5 separate regions of the Mus musculus genome follow, and regions 1, 2, 3 and 4 are each linked to region 5. Evidence: chromatin contacts called from public HiChIP or PLAC-seq and promoter capture Hi-C data. All regions are on one chromosome and are shown on one strand. The core of a region is the stretch at or near the end of the contact, and the rest is flanking DNA. Distances in the headings are between cores, read along the strand shown. Region 1 overlaps Btbd9 (BTB (POZ) domain containing 9). Region 2 overlaps Glo1 (glyoxalase 1). Region 3 overlaps Btbd9 (BTB (POZ) domain containing 9). Region 4 overlaps Btbd9 (BTB (POZ) domain containing 9). Region 5 holds the start of Ccdc167 (coiled-coil domain containing 167).

The links. Promoter capture Hi-C pulls out the DNA fragments that hold promoters and counts their contacts. HiChIP or PLAC-seq counts read pairs in DNA pulled down with a chosen protein or histone mark.
Region 1: a promoter capture Hi-C map of the HPC-7 cell line shows a contact between it and region 5. The contact joins the enhancer-like site here to the promoter of Ccdc167 in region 5. A contact is called at or near these places in 9 of 39 promoter capture datasets (the 3T3-L1 cell line, 3T3-L1-derived adipocytes, the HPC-7 cell line and 5 more), 3 of 484 Hi-C or Micro-C datasets (the HPC-7 cell line, cortical neurons and palatal mesenchyme) and 4 of 115 datasets of contacts at active chromatin or transcription factors (embryonic basal ganglia, embryonic forebrain, embryonic hindbrain and 1 more).
Region 2: a contact with region 5 is called in a promoter capture Hi-C map of embryonic stem cells, with 2.5 times the contacts expected there. The contact joins the enhancer-like site here to the promoter of Ccdc167 in region 5. A contact is called at or near these places in 7 of 39 promoter capture datasets (the 3T3-L1 cell line, the HPC-7 cell line, cranial neural crest and 4 more), 10 of 484 Hi-C or Micro-C datasets (the N1E-115 cell line, cerebellar granule neurons, cerebellum and 6 more), 8 of 115 datasets of contacts at active chromatin or transcription factors (astrocytes, embryonic basal ganglia, embryonic forebrain and 5 more) and 1 of 9 other capture datasets (macrophages).
Region 3: a contact with region 5 is called in an H3K4me3 HiChIP or PLAC-seq map of forebrain, with 8 times the contacts expected there. The contact joins the enhancer-like site here to the promoter of Ccdc167 in region 5. A contact is called at or near these places in 14 of 39 promoter capture datasets (the 3T3-L1 cell line, 3T3-L1-derived adipocytes, the C10 cell line and 9 more), 15 of 484 Hi-C or Micro-C datasets (the 3T3-L1 cell line, the HPC-7 cell line, the N1E-115 cell line and 10 more) and 9 of 115 datasets of contacts at active chromatin or transcription factors (the SCID.adh cell line, astrocytes, embryonic basal ganglia and 6 more).
Region 4: an H3K4me3 HiChIP or PLAC-seq map of the SCID.adh cell line shows a contact between it and region 5, with 6 times the contacts expected there. The contact joins the enhancer-like site here to the promoter of Ccdc167 in region 5. A contact is called at or near these places in 7 of 39 promoter capture datasets (the 3T3-L1 cell line, the HPC-7 cell line, cranial neural crest and 3 more) and 4 of 115 datasets of contacts at active chromatin or transcription factors (the SCID.adh cell line, embryonic basal ganglia, embryonic stem cells and 1 more).

Annotation. Positions count from the first base shown.
Region 1 is chr17:30,508,484-30,511,183 of GRCm38.p6, forward strand. All of the region lies in intron 6 of Btbd9 (BTB (POZ) domain containing 9), which reads right to left. Among named protein-coding and RNA genes, the nearest start is that of Btbd9, 66 kb to the right of the region's middle. Within about 2 kb of position 1,343, at least 12 of the 459 cell types and tissues checked have an H3K27ac peak or open chromatin away from gene starts, as enhancers often do. A contact at or near this core is called in the HPC-7 cell line and cortical neurons, where this site is marked.
Region 2 is chr17:30,597,112-30,599,811 of GRCm38.p6, forward strand. Glo1 (glyoxalase 1) reads right to left here. Exons shown (of 6, transcript NM_025374.3): 4 at 694-761. Among named protein-coding and RNA genes, the nearest start is that of Glo1, 14 kb to the right of the region's middle. Within about 2 kb of position 1,395, at least 19 of the 459 cell types and tissues checked have an H3K27ac peak or open chromatin away from gene starts, as enhancers often do. A contact at or near this core is called in embryonic stem cells, where this site is marked.
Region 3 is chr17:30,457,232-30,459,931 of GRCm38.p6, forward strand. The region is part of intron 6 of Btbd9 (BTB (POZ) domain containing 9); the gene reads right to left. Among named protein-coding and RNA genes, the nearest start is that of Btbd9, 120 kb to the right of the region's middle. Within about 2 kb of position 1,275, at least 32 of the 459 cell types and tissues checked have an H3K27ac peak or open chromatin away from gene starts, as enhancers often do. A contact at or near this core is called in cortical neurons and forebrain, where this site is marked.
Region 4 is chr17:30,535,754-30,538,453 of GRCm38.p6, forward strand. The region is part of intron 1 of Btbd9 (BTB (POZ) domain containing 9); the gene reads right to left. Among named protein-coding and RNA genes, the nearest start is that of Btbd9, 39 kb to the right of the region's middle. Within about 2 kb of position 1,333, at least 3 of the 459 cell types and tissues checked have an H3K27ac peak or open chromatin away from gene starts, as enhancers often do. A contact at or near this core is called in the SCID.adh cell line, where this site is marked.
Region 5 is chr17:29,715,641-29,718,340 of GRCm38.p6, forward strand. Ccdc167 (coiled-coil domain containing 167) reads right to left here and starts at 1,377. Exons shown (of 4, transcript NM_026782.2): 1 at 1,294-1,377. The coding sequence starts at 1,335.

The DNA.
Region 1 (2,700 bases), core at 93-2,592, 790 kb after region 5:
ACTATAATCTAATGAGAATGGGTGGGGGGATGTCACAGCCAATGACAGCAGGGAGGAGGGGAGACGGAATAGATGGAGGCAATAAAAGAGATTCAAGTGCTTTACCCCAACAAATGCTACAGTTTTAGTACACATCTAATGAGGCTCCCACAGAAGACTAGCTAATATGAACAACATTCTCCATATACCAAAGAAGGCCTACATGCTCAGAGCAGAGACGAGATCATAGCATCTCCTGTCTCTCCGCTTACAACACTACCACCCTGGCAACCTTACTCAAAAATACATGCCTGCTCTCAGTGACCCGTACTTATAAATTTGTGTATATGCTACTCTCAACTGATGAGTGCAGAAACCCTGACATCTATCAGTGTTACAAGCTCGGGACTGAGTACAGTGTAGAGCACAAAGCAGGTGCTAATTTGCTGAATGAGTAAGCAGTGAACGAACGAACGAACGATCGAACGAACGAACGAAGACAATTTTCTTTCCTGGGCTAGTGAAGCATGCCTAAATCCCTGTTCTGAGTAAAAACAGAGCCCCTCTAGTGAGGTATTTATCATCACCGAAGGCCTCTAATGTAACCCCTGAGACTAGAAGACAGACTGGCAAATGTTCTGCAACACCCCTTCCTTTTTCTGCGACATACTTGACACATAATAATTTCTTGCTCTAAGAAAATGGGAATAAGGAGGGAAAGGAAACAGTAGTTATTCAAACAAGCAACGGGCATCAAAGGGAAGCATTGGTAGAGAATCAAGTGCCTGCTACAAGAAGCAAGACCTGTCTCATCAGGGGTGCGATCACTAATTCAACTGTCCCAACCTAGCCCACCACAGTCTGCCTAAATTCAACATTTGATTTCAAAGAGTTTCTAAAGGATTAGAAACATATGTAGCATTCTGTAGCATTGGGATTCTTTAGCATTAGCCCACTTTCCTGAGCAGGATATAAAAGTAAAAAGTATTTCAAAACACTGACAGGGGTGACTGATATTTAAAAATTAAAATTTTATTTTCATAAAGCATCAATATAACACTTAACTGCAGTATCAATTCACATAACACACACAAACACACACGGGGGGGAGAGAGAGAGAGAGAAAGAGAGAGAGAGAAGTCGTTATCAATGCAAAGTTCTTACAAGTGACACAGTGAGGTTTGGTCTGAGGATAAAGATGCACACAGATAAACTGCAAGTCGCTTTTCTTCAGCTCCAGCTGAGGGTTAAGGTAGGAGGAGCTGGTGTTAGTAAAACTTTGGTGCACATAGAACAGCACCACACACACACCACTCCTGGCAAGGGTTCAGAAAGGTCAGTCACTTCCTTCCACTCATCATCACTGAAGTGATAACTGTGGTGTGAGGCTGGCGCTTCCTTACTGCCAGGAGACGCAACCACCACCATGCCAGGCGGACGCTGCCAGGGTTACCCCGCACAGGCAGAGGCATGGCAGACCTAGTGTTATGTTATGTGTTTTCTCAGAACCAAAAATATACAAAACCTGCTGTAAACATTCAAAAATGAGCAAGCCATTAGTTATTAGTTATTAAGATACTGTTTGTGGCAGGCTCAGGACAGTACAGGGAAGCACTCACAGGCTTGGCTGCTAGGAAAAGGCACAGTGGCATCTTAATAAAAGCCAATGTGCCAAAGATGCCAACCTTCTCTGAAGATCAAACAACAGCTCAGATTCTCAAAGGGTGATTAAAAAAAAAAAAGTCTGCTCTGTAGAAAACAAGCAGCCTTCCTGCTCAATAACTATCAAGCTCACAGGGTGCGGTTCTCCCGTTCAGTAACTATCGAGCTCACAGAGTACGGCTCCTGCTCCTTTTTGGTGAGGGCAGCATGCTCAGTGAGGCACAGATTCACCACAGCAAGGGTGTGAACTGAAGCCAGGGTTGGGGTGAGCGCCATCTGCAGCACAGCACAGGTTCCACAATGCCGACTGACTGACCTAAGTCTCAGAAAGAGGTGTAGGTCAAATCTCCCATGCCTTGATTGATAAAATACCACTTTTTTCAATTTAACAGATGAAATCTGCCATCCATACAAAGCATTAAAAACCTTCAACATGAACCTCAAATTTCAGTTTCCTACAGAAAACAAGCCCTAAAAAAGTAGAGCTGTTTGCCAGCTCAGGGAGTCTGCCACCACTCAGACCCTCTTAACGACTGCTCTGCTCAGATGGACAGTGAATGTTCAAGGCAATGCAGACTTCATCTCTCACCGTCAGTCAGCGCCTTACACCATGAACCTGCACTGGGTACAGAGTGGCCGCCTAGCACAGTGTCACGGTCTGAGTGCTGTCTGACAATCCTAAGACTTAGAACCCACACTCTATGCCTCTAAAAGCTTGTAATTTTACTCTGAGGGAAACCAAAGCAACACAAAAGACACTAAACAACAAAGGTGACATATGTACAAATACACAAATTAACTAACACAAGAAAAATTAAACCCTTACACACTAAGGAAGTATTTGCAGAGTGAAGTACCCACAGGAAGTTCATTTAGAACATTGTTTAAGCAGTCAATAAATGATTCTGAAGGGAATCAAAGCATCCTTGGATAGTCAAGTAAGGTCTAATTCTTAGATTTATCTTAAACTGCTGTTAGAACAAACACCTAAGCTGACGAACGATTTATGAAGCAATGCAGGAGACATGTTAAAATGCTTGTCCTCATTGCCGGGCATGG
Region 2 (2,700 bases), core at 145-2,644, 880 kb after region 5:
TGGATGGTTGCAAACCACAGTGTGGGTGCTGGGAACCAAGCACGGGTCTGCTACAAGAACAGCAAGCGTTCTTAACCACTGCACCGTCTCTCTGTCCCTTGACAAGACACTACCAAAAAATGACTGACCACAGTTCCCATTGTTTTTAACCAAATGCTCTCTGAGAGGGAGATGGAGGTACAGTCTAGTGGCAGAAAGCCTGCCCGGCATGTTAAAGGCCTTGGGCTCTAACCCTGTCCCTACAATAAGGTTTACTGGAAGTATAATACTGTGGTTTTACTGTATAATATTATAAGAAAGTAAACACGATGTTTAGACTAATACCAACATAGCTGCTAAATAAGATTGGCAAGATATAAAAATATCCACGTCCCTAATAAGCTATACTTGAAAATTAGATCATTCAGCCGGGTGGTGGTGGCGGTGGTGCACGCCTCTAATCCCAGCACTTGGGAGGCAGAGGCAGGCGAGTTTCTGAGTTTGAGGCCAGACTGGTCTACAGAGTAAGTTCCAGGACTACACAGAGAAACCCTGTCTCGAAGGGGGAAAAAAAAAAAGAAAGAAAATTAGGTCATTCATATCTAAAGTTTTATGTATCCATAAATATGTACACCATGCAAAATCACACACACACACACACGCACGCACACGCACATGCACACACAATCATCAAATACAATGAGGCAGACGTACCAAATCCACGAGGGTCCGAGTTGCCGTTGTGGTAACTCTGAGTCTCGTCATCTTCAGTGCCCCAGTTGCTACAGAGGAAAGGAGAACACTGTGACAGCTGGTCAACATGTCAGCTTGGGGGATTTAGAGTGAAGGCTGGTCAACATGTCAGCTTGGAGGACTTAGGGTGACGGCTGGCAGACATGGTTAGCTTGGGGGAATTAAGAATGACGACTGGTCGACATGGTCAGCTTGGGGGACTTAGGGTGATGGCTGGCAGACATAGTCAGCTTGGGGGACTTAGAGTGACGGCTGGCAGACATGGTCAGCTTGAGGGACTTAGAGACAACCTAGTACACACACCTCAGCTTTTTAAATGTATTTTAAATAACCTTTTGTGCTCACTAGTCTAAATCAATTTTAATTAATTTATTAATTTTACTAATGATTAATATGTTATTAACCACAATGATCCATCTGTACTGGTTAATAATAATGATGAATTATAATAATTTGATTAATTAATTTAAATTTTCGAGTGAATTTCCAGAGAGGAAGTCCCACTGTCAAAGTGGGTAATGCCTTCCAACTGTCCTGCATTGTAGCCTCCCCCAGCCTGAAGCAGACTGATGCAAACCTTGCTGCCTCTGAGAGTGAGACTACCTGGGGTGGAGCCTTCCGACCTAGATGGCTCTATTGTTCTGTCACCTGCCTCTGCTCTCCTCCAAGACACTGCTACCTGCTGAGAGGCCCCAGAGATATTCCGGAGGCACGTCCTATCCTACATATCTCCTACAGGCTGGCTCCAGACATCAAGAATGGACTGGGGGCGGGAGGATGGGTCTTCCCCCTTATAAGCACACTCTCTTAGTAAACCTTGATCAGAGAAATTTTTGTCTTGGCTTCCTTCATTATCTTTTCTTACAGTCTAAGTCTCTTTCAGCCCCGGCCTGCCTTCCAGAAATACCCGGTTCATGTAGGCCGCGGGCTGGCTTACAACACTGCATCTATTGCTGCTAAGAGACTCCAGCTTGCTGGCCTTCTGCGGTGGACTTAATAGCAGTGCTTCTCCAGGGAACTGCAGGCCGTGGACCCTGGCTTGGGACTGCCTACGCAGCCACCTCTGTGGATGGAGCTGGGCTCTCTGCTTCTTCCTGAGTTCAGGCAGCCACTGCTGGGACTACCGAGCCCCTTCCATGGAAGCCGATCTAATAGATCTCCTTCTATTCTATATGGACATTTGAATGGTTCTGTTCTTTTAGAGAAAGATCCTTGCCTTAAGACAGTAACTCACAGTTCTGACCTGCGAACAGCCTATGAGGAGTATCCCCAGAGCTGTATTCTGTATGTCCGCTACTTTACTTCAAATGTGTTTTCACCTGTACAAAGGGCAAGCTGGCAAAGACGACTGTAGCTAGGTTAAAAAGATACTCAAACTCAGGCACCTGGATAAGAAGAGCACCAATAAAAATCACAGCAGCTGACACATTCTAGATATGTCATCAAGTATTTCCATTTTAGATTTGAGAGGTCCACTTAGGGATACATACTAACACAGGCATACTGCAACAAAGGCTCTTTTGTTAGTCCCTAAAAAAATACAAGAACAAAACACCCCAAAACCTGCCAATGTAGTGAAATCAAAAGAAATTCGGGCAATCCTTAATTCTGTACATTTGAATGCTGAGGGTATAAAAATAACTTAAAATTGGAATGTTAGTTATTATAAAATGATGTGCTAGCTCTTTAAAAGGAACATATTCTATAACATTTTTGTATCCGAAAGATACCAAGATAACAAGAGGACACAAATGTGAATATCAGAAGGTTTTTAGAAGAATCTTTAAATTATAAAATTAATAAGCTATAATCTGGCAAATATTTTGCCACATGGAGTCTTATTCTCTAAAAGAAAAATGTTCTCTTTGTCTTATGGATACCATAAGAGTAACACAAAGACTCAAATGTCCACACTTAAAAATATTGAAAATTACCAGGCAGTGGTAGCACAGGCCTTTAACCCCAGCA
Region 3 (2,700 bases), core at 25-2,524, 740 kb after region 5:
TTGCCAAGTTCTCTGATGAGTTAGTGGCAACAGCCATCCTGTGCCCCTTGCTGAGCCAGTATGCTAAACAATGTCCTAACTGCTTTCCAGAGGGAACACCACCACCCAAGGTATGGGAGACAGCCCAGAGGGAACACTGACAGACAGAAGGCTGTGTCCATCTGTCTTTGTGTCCCTCCAAAGATCCACTCTGAGGACTGCCTACCTTCAAGCAGAGAACCAAAGCCACCAGCAACCCCCAACCCCCCACCCCCACCCACCCCCGGTCAACAATGGGGAATGCTTTATCCAAAAGGCAAACGCTGCGAAAGAGAAGTAGAACTATCTAGCAAGAAATGACAGATGGGTCTAGACACATAAGGTAAAGGACAGACTCGGCTCTGGTGACTCTCTGAATATTCATAGAATCTATAAAAGTCCAATTCTTTCAGAACGCAGTCTGTTAGGAATGAATATGCAACTGTACCAAATAAAAACACTGGATTTCTCCAAAAGTACACAAGGAGGGAATTTTCCCACCTCCAAGTGCTGTCACACATCGCTGCTGGATAAAGGATTATCTGAAGTTCATATTGACTTGTGATTTATACTCTCTAACTCAGGGCTCAAGGATTTCTCCCCTCCCTTCAAATGGATTCCCTCTCGAAACATTTCACTCAGCACACAAGATGATGCATACTCCACAGATGTTTCTTTTCTAACTTAATTTTTTTTTATTAATTATGTGTGCAGTGTGTCTGTGTGCGCACCTGAGTGCAGTTGCCATGGAAGTCATTAGTGCAGGGGTTTTGAGCCATCTATAGCCATCCCTGACTCTGCAAAGCAAACTGGGTACCTCATGAAGCCTAGCTGATGGCCTTAGCTACTAAGCCACCTCCCCAGTCTTTCAGGAGATGTCTCATAGGTGTGCTGTTGGAGCTAGCTAACTCTGAGATCAAAATGATCAGGCATACTGGGTCCTACATAGGGGACACTGGGCAGCAGTGTGGACGAAAAGCTTGTCCTCAAGTTCCCTCGTTCAGTATGTGGAAAGAGAAACTAAGAGACAGGAGCAGAAGATCAGGAAAGGGGCCCATACGGAGAGAAGAAAACTGCAAAGAATACTCAGGGAGAGAAGGACAGTCGATGAGGATGGCCAACCCTCAGCACCACATCACAGCCACTCATGCCAGAGGATTCCAGACACTCTAGCTACTGGGTAACAGCTGGGGCCCAGCTCTTTTCTCCATTCCAGGCAACACTGAAGTATTATTCAAGACCTAATTAGGCAAGCCTGGCTAGAGTAAACTACAGGCAACTGGCAGTGCAGCAAGCCAGCTCTGCAGAGGAGGAGTTGGGTAAGGGCATGCTTCAGGCACGTGAGAACAGATGGGTTTAAGACTAAGGTGCCCTCAGTCTCACACTCCTGTTGCAACTTGTTGCCTCTAGAGGAACACTGTCAAGTCACTTTTCTATGAACAAACATCTCTAGAGAGACCAAGAATCAGGTAACTCCCAACAAATGACCTGGGCCAGAAGTCTGATCATTTATAACAGAAGCTACCTTCCTGTGAGAGTCTGGCGGCCTGCAGCACCTGTCTTTGGTACCCATAGCCAGATCCCAGCCATCTCGGTCTTCTCCAGACTTGCACAAGGTTATCAAGGACAAGCCACAACGTCAGAACCAGTCTGTCATCTACACTCCATATTCATGGGCAGAGGAACACTATAAATACTTCCAAACAGCAGACTGTACCAAGGAGCTGAACAGAACATAAATAAGTTGCTTCATTATTTAGAGGCAAAGATACTTCTCAAAGCCGCATGGTTCTCTTGATCTGCTCCATAGTACTAACCAACAACAAAAATACAGAGCAGGGAGCAGCCCATGAGCACTGGACAGAACGTTCTGTTTACAATCCTCTGCCAAGCAGTACCCTGAACCCTTCCGCTCACAGCCCGAACCCAACAGTAACAGAGAGCAGGCATCAGAGGGAGAGCGGGTGTCAACTACTGACCCTGCACACATTCAATTTAATAAAAAAGTTCTTCTCAGACCAAGAAGACAACAGCAACACTCCTAAGCTTCACTTTACATAGTAAGTGCATGGGTGTCACTTTGATCTTGGCCATGTCTGTTGTTGACACCAGGCCAGTTATAGGCTCCACAGTGATTTTTCTTGCAAAATTACACACAAAACAAATGGGGTCCATGGGTATAAATTCCACAAAACAAAAATCTGTACACTGAATGAAGTTAAATTTTTTTAAAGATTTATTTATTATATATAAGTACACTGTAGCTGTCTTCAGACACTCCAGAAGAGGGTATCAGATCTCATTACAGATGGTTGTGAGCCACCATGTGGTTGCTGGGATTTGAACTCAGGACCTTCAGAAGAGCAGTCAGTGCTCTTAACCGCTGAGCATCTCACCAGCCAGAAGTTAAATTTTAACCATACCAAATCATATAGCATTTTTAAAGACACACACACAGTAACAAGTGGCAGAGTCTCTGGGGTCTTTGGTGATGGCCTCTGCCAAGCCTGCCTTCTGTCAGCACTCTTCTCTTTACTAAGCCAACACTACTTAGGTAACACAACAGAGCAGAGGAAAAAAAAATACTATTAACAAATTAAGTACTCTTGTCTCATGCTCTTCAGAGGAGTGTGCCAAGCCCAGCACATTCGTCACGGCAGTCTTGCAGTCTCGGAAGCACGG
Region 4 (2,700 bases), core at 83-2,582, 820 kb after region 5:
CTTTGATATTATTGCAAAGTGACAAACAATGCTAACAAAGTTATCAGACTGCATATGTGTATATGTAGAACACTAAGCGTTATCAGTAAGCTAACTCATTTCCATGTATGTGCTCCACATGTATTTTCTTTTTAAAGGCCTACTGTAAAAATTACACATCAGTATTTCTAAGTCACTCATTTTCACTTAATAATAAATCTAGAAGAAGAAATAGCTAAAGCTCGTGGGACTGAGAGCTGACACATTTCACCTTTCCACACTGAGCTGCAGTAACCTCAGAACTTGATAATCGGACATCATTTTCACACGCGTGATGCGGGTAGACAGTATACGTGCAAGATGCAGGCATACAGATGATTATTTTCTCAAGTAACATTTTATAACTCTGCCACTCTGCCTGTTAATGCTTATTTTGCCCTGCCCTATAAAGTCCAGACTCTTCAGCTATAAAACAATAGATTGTGTACTGTGAAAAGATGGAAGGGAGTCATTGGGAAGAAAAGAGGACAATACAGGGGAACAGGAGAAAGAACATATGTCAACCACAGCAAAGTATAAAGATGCCATAATGAAGCCTCTTACTGTATGCTAACTAAAACAAACTGAGAAAATTAAGACTGAGAAGATAGGAAGTTTTGAAACGTTTGTACAAGTATGCACCATTATCAGGGTGAACAGTCCTTCAGATGGCTGACTTATGATCCTTTCCTGTCCCTATACACAAACATCATTTTCCTTATGTTAAAAACATGAAATGTGGGGGGCTAGAGAGGCAGCTCAGCTGTTGAAAGCACTGGCTGGTCTTCCAGAAGGCCCAGGTTCAATTCCCAGCACCCACGAGGCCTTTCCCGACTGTAACTCCAGTTCCAGGGGATCTGACATCTCCACAGGAATACATGGAAACAAAACATCAATGAACATAAAACTAAACAAATCTTTAAAAGAACATGGAATTCATTTCTCCTCCCATAAAGTCTGGAGTTAAAATCACTTTAACCACCAAAAGCAGGCTTCTAGGCCTAAGCCTTTAGGAGGTCTGACAGATCTACGTTTGCGCTTTGGAGCCTGAGCTGCCCAGGCTGTGTGGACGATCCAGATGAAAAGCAAGAGGCCCTGAGATTACAAGATGAATAATGAACCCAGGGGAGATGAAAGTCAAGGTCCAAGCACACATTCCCAGTCGAGTCGTTTCTCCCTGCTCAGTCATCCATAGGCTGGATATTAGAAGGATGCTCCAACTCCAGCAGGTACCAAGTGATCCAGACACAAGCTGAGCCCTGTTTAAATCCTACCCACAGAATTAGAGTAAATGTATAAATGGCTATCTATTTAACCCATTACCTTTTAGAGAACTCTGTTGCCTAGCAATATATGAGAGTTGGTCTTTCCTTAGCTCTAATGAACACTAAGCAAAACGGCAGAGTACAAAAATCAACATATAAAAATCAATAGGTTTGTTATATGCTGATAATAAAATTGTCAAGCTAGACTGAGGAAAGAAAACCTTGGTTTTCATGGTTGCCTGAGCCTGTGACAGTGAGAGAGAGAGACCCTGTCAGCTGACGGGATCTAAAGTCACAAGCAGGCAAGCTCCCATGGCACGCCCTTGGAGGATTATTGAGACTGGATTATTTGAGGTGACAAGGCACATCCTAAATGTAGGTGGTTCCACTCCTTGGACTGTAGTCCCAATGGACTAACTAGGAGTAATCGGAATAAAAAGGAAGAAGAAAGCCCTGCGGCGCGGCGCCCAGTGGCAGCAGGCGGCAGCATTCCTCACTCTCTGCTGCCTGACTATGGGTACAGTGTGACTAGCTGCCTCTCCTGCCACCACAGCCCCCTTGCTTGATGAACTATCTCCCCAAATTAAACCTCCTTTGAAACTGTGAAAGTGCTGGCAGGAAGGAGGTGAAATACTTCAAGGGGTAAGCATAAACAAAGACCATTTGAAAAAGACTCCAATAGCAAAGACGATAACCCCAAGAAGTGACAGATGAGAATGCATGTAGTTTCTGCACATTAAAGAAAATAATGAGCAAAGTACAAAGGCAGCCATGGGATGGTGGAAAAGCTTTACAGTATACAGTATATAGTCAACAGAGGAAATATCTAGAAATTACCAATAATTCCAAACTCAGAAACAAAAAAACCACACATCGGCCAATTAGTAAACAAGCTAATGAAATGAACAGACAACTCTCACAAGAAATACAAATGGCCAATAAATATTTGGAAGTGCTCAATATCTTAGGCATCAGGGCAATGCAAATTCAATCTATACTGAGACTCCACCTTACCCAAGTTGGAAACGCTATTGGAGAGATAGATTAATGGTTAAAACTTGTAGCATTAAAAAAACAAAAAAACAAAAAAAAAAAATTGCAGCATTCTTGCAGAGGACCAGAACCCAAGTTGGGCAGCTTACAACCAATCGGAACTCTAGCTTCAAGAGTTTCAATGCCCGGGGCCTAGCAAACACAGAAGTGGATGGTCACAGTCAGCTATGGGATGGATCACAGGCCCCCTAATGAAGGAGCTAGAGAAAGTAGCCAAGGAGCTAAAGGGATCTGTAACCCTATAGGTGGAACAACATTATGAACTAACAAGTACCCGGAGCTCTTGACTCTAGCTACATATGTATCAAAAGATGGCCTAGTCGGCCATCACTGGAAAGAGAGGCCCATTGGACTTGCAAACTTT
Region 5 (2,700 bases), core at 127-2,626:
AATACTGAGTTGTTCCACACCTGAAAAATGGTTTATGTAACAAACCGATTGTCGCTCTAAGCCCCATCACAGTCCTGGAGCACTAGACAGCACGTCAGCGCGGTGCTTACGGATCCCTCAAAGTAGCAAACCACCACTAAAGAGAACAAAAATGCAGCCAGGCATGGTGGCACACGCCTTTAATCCCAGCACTTGGGAGGCAGAGGCAGGCGAATTTCTGAGTTCGAGGCCAGCCTGGTCTACAGAGTGAGTTCCAGGACAGCCAGGACTACACAGAGAAATCCTGTCTGAAAAAAACAAACAAACAAACAAACAAAAAAGGGATCACTGAGGAGATAAGTAACCTCTGGGAGGATGCCTCGAGGGCGTCCAATATTTTGACATTGAAGCCTGATGCTGTCATCTACAAGCATGCTGTATCACATTCCTAGATGTACTGGAACACCAGTGGCCCAAGGGCCCAGGCTGAACATGCCTTCGTTGTAAGGGAGAGGAAACGAGTCCCCACTTCCAGGAAGCCCACCTGAGCATTATTCCCTGCTCTATCACCTTCACCACTTTAAGCTGGCTTCCGCCTTTTCGTTTCCTTGCAGTGTTGCTCTGTATCCCAGGCTGGCTTAGATCTCTGAGCCCTGGGACTATAACCATGTGCCACCTATGTCCTGAGTTCCACGTAGACCCTCAGTTCCCTCGTCTATACGAGCATAACAGACATGCAACAATTCATTGAACATGCAAACGAAACATGCATCAGACGGCTTTTTTTCCATGCATGACAAACTATTTTAAAGGCCTTCCCAAACACCAATTCTAGGAATCTCTGCAGATTTCCAAAGATCCTCAAGCTACAAGGCTGATACCCCACAGGAAAAACTTCCCCTCTCTGGAGACGTTTAAGCCACTAGCAGTATACTGAATAATAGCCTCGCACTCACCCTGGAGTCTTATTAGCTCCATGGTGGTCCCTCACCTACAAGTCCCGAACACCTTTGGTTCCCACCTGTCTCTTTCTGCTAAAGTCTCCCTTAGTCTCCGAGTCTCTCCTTTTAGAATACCCACTATGGCCTGTCTTCTTTGGGACTCCCCTGACCAGGGATGGAGCTGATGGTTCTCAGCTCCATCCCTGCCTTCCTCATCGTGACCCTTCACCTCCCTTCACAGCCTCTCCCAAAGCCACGTCGCCCTCGCTTCCTCCATCTGACCCTCGACGTCGCAGCCGCCGGGCCGATCGACGCCCCTGCGTCGGAACACAGTGACTAACCACGTGACTCGAACCCGACTTCTCCCCCTCACCTCCTGAGCGACACCAAGATTCTCCCGCTTCTTTTTAGTCATATTGCTTGCTGTCTTTTCCGCGCTGGACCAGCCCATTAAGTCGCACTACGCACGCGCAGGACCTCGTGCTTCTTTTTCATTGGTCGGTGCAGAGGAAGGAGGCGGGACTTCTGCGTCGCCATCTTGTTAAGGGGCGCGTCCATCCTGCAGCGGCCATGTTTGTGAGGGGCGGCCTCCGGGTATAAGATGTGCAGGGAAGCAGTTTCAGGTCTACCCGTGAGTGGAGACCTCTTTACGTACTTGAGAGCTTTTATCTTAACTTCCTTCTTTCTTTTCAAACATCTTCCTTCTTGCATCCCTCAGGGCATCCCTGCACCGTTTTTTAGGCTATCCTCGTTCAAATGTTCTTGCTCCTGCAAGGCTCAGCCTGCAAGCCCTGGCCCTTCAGTCCCAACTTGAACTGCTCTGCCCTTTGGGATCTAATATGGTCTTGCACCGTTAATCCTTTCTGTCCTGTGTTCTTTCGCATTAGCTTGTTTTCTGGTGAAATGAGAACAGCCTGCAGACATCACGGAAGGCATGAAGAAGGCTCGCAGCACACCATATTAGCCTGAGATTCCTAGGTCTTACCTGGGCTTCTGGCTTTCTTTTAGAGGCTTGTTCATGCTTAGGATTTTAGAGTGTTTAGACCTTGGACTTGGAGATGTTTTGACTATAACCCTACCACAGGACATAGACATAGAGCTGCCACCAAAGTTTTACAAGTCAGTACCTTTTCTTTTTCATTTTTTTAATTAGATATTTTTAAAATTTACATTTCAAATGCTATCCTGCAAGTTCCCTATACCCTCCCCCCGCCCTGCTCCCCTACCCACCCACTCCTACTTCTTGGCCCTGGCATTCCCCTGTACTGGGGCATATAAAGTTTGCAAGACCAAGGGGCCTCTCTTCCCAATGATGGCCGACTAGGCCATCTTCTGCTACATATGCAGCTAGAGACACAAGCTCCGGGGGGTACTGGTTAGTACATATTGTTGTTCCACCTATAGTGTTGCAGACCCCTTCAGCATCTTGGGTACTTTCTCTAGCTACAAGTCAGTACCTTTAGCATCTGTGAAGTGCTATGGTTTTTTTGTTTTTGTTTTTTTTATTAAAAGAAAAAAGTTAGCTGAGCATGGTGGACATATGAGTAGTCTCAATTATTTAGGATAGTGAGGTGGTGCATCATTTAGAGTCCACAGTTTTGAAATCAGCCTGGACAACAGTGAAACCTTAATAATAATAATAATAATAATAATAATTAATTTTTAAAAAATTGTGGTATGGCAAAAAAACTAAAAGTAGATAGATGTTGTCTGAAAGAGTGGGGATGTGGTTCAAAAAGCTGCCATAGATCCCTCAGGTACCTACGTTCCATTCTTGTAC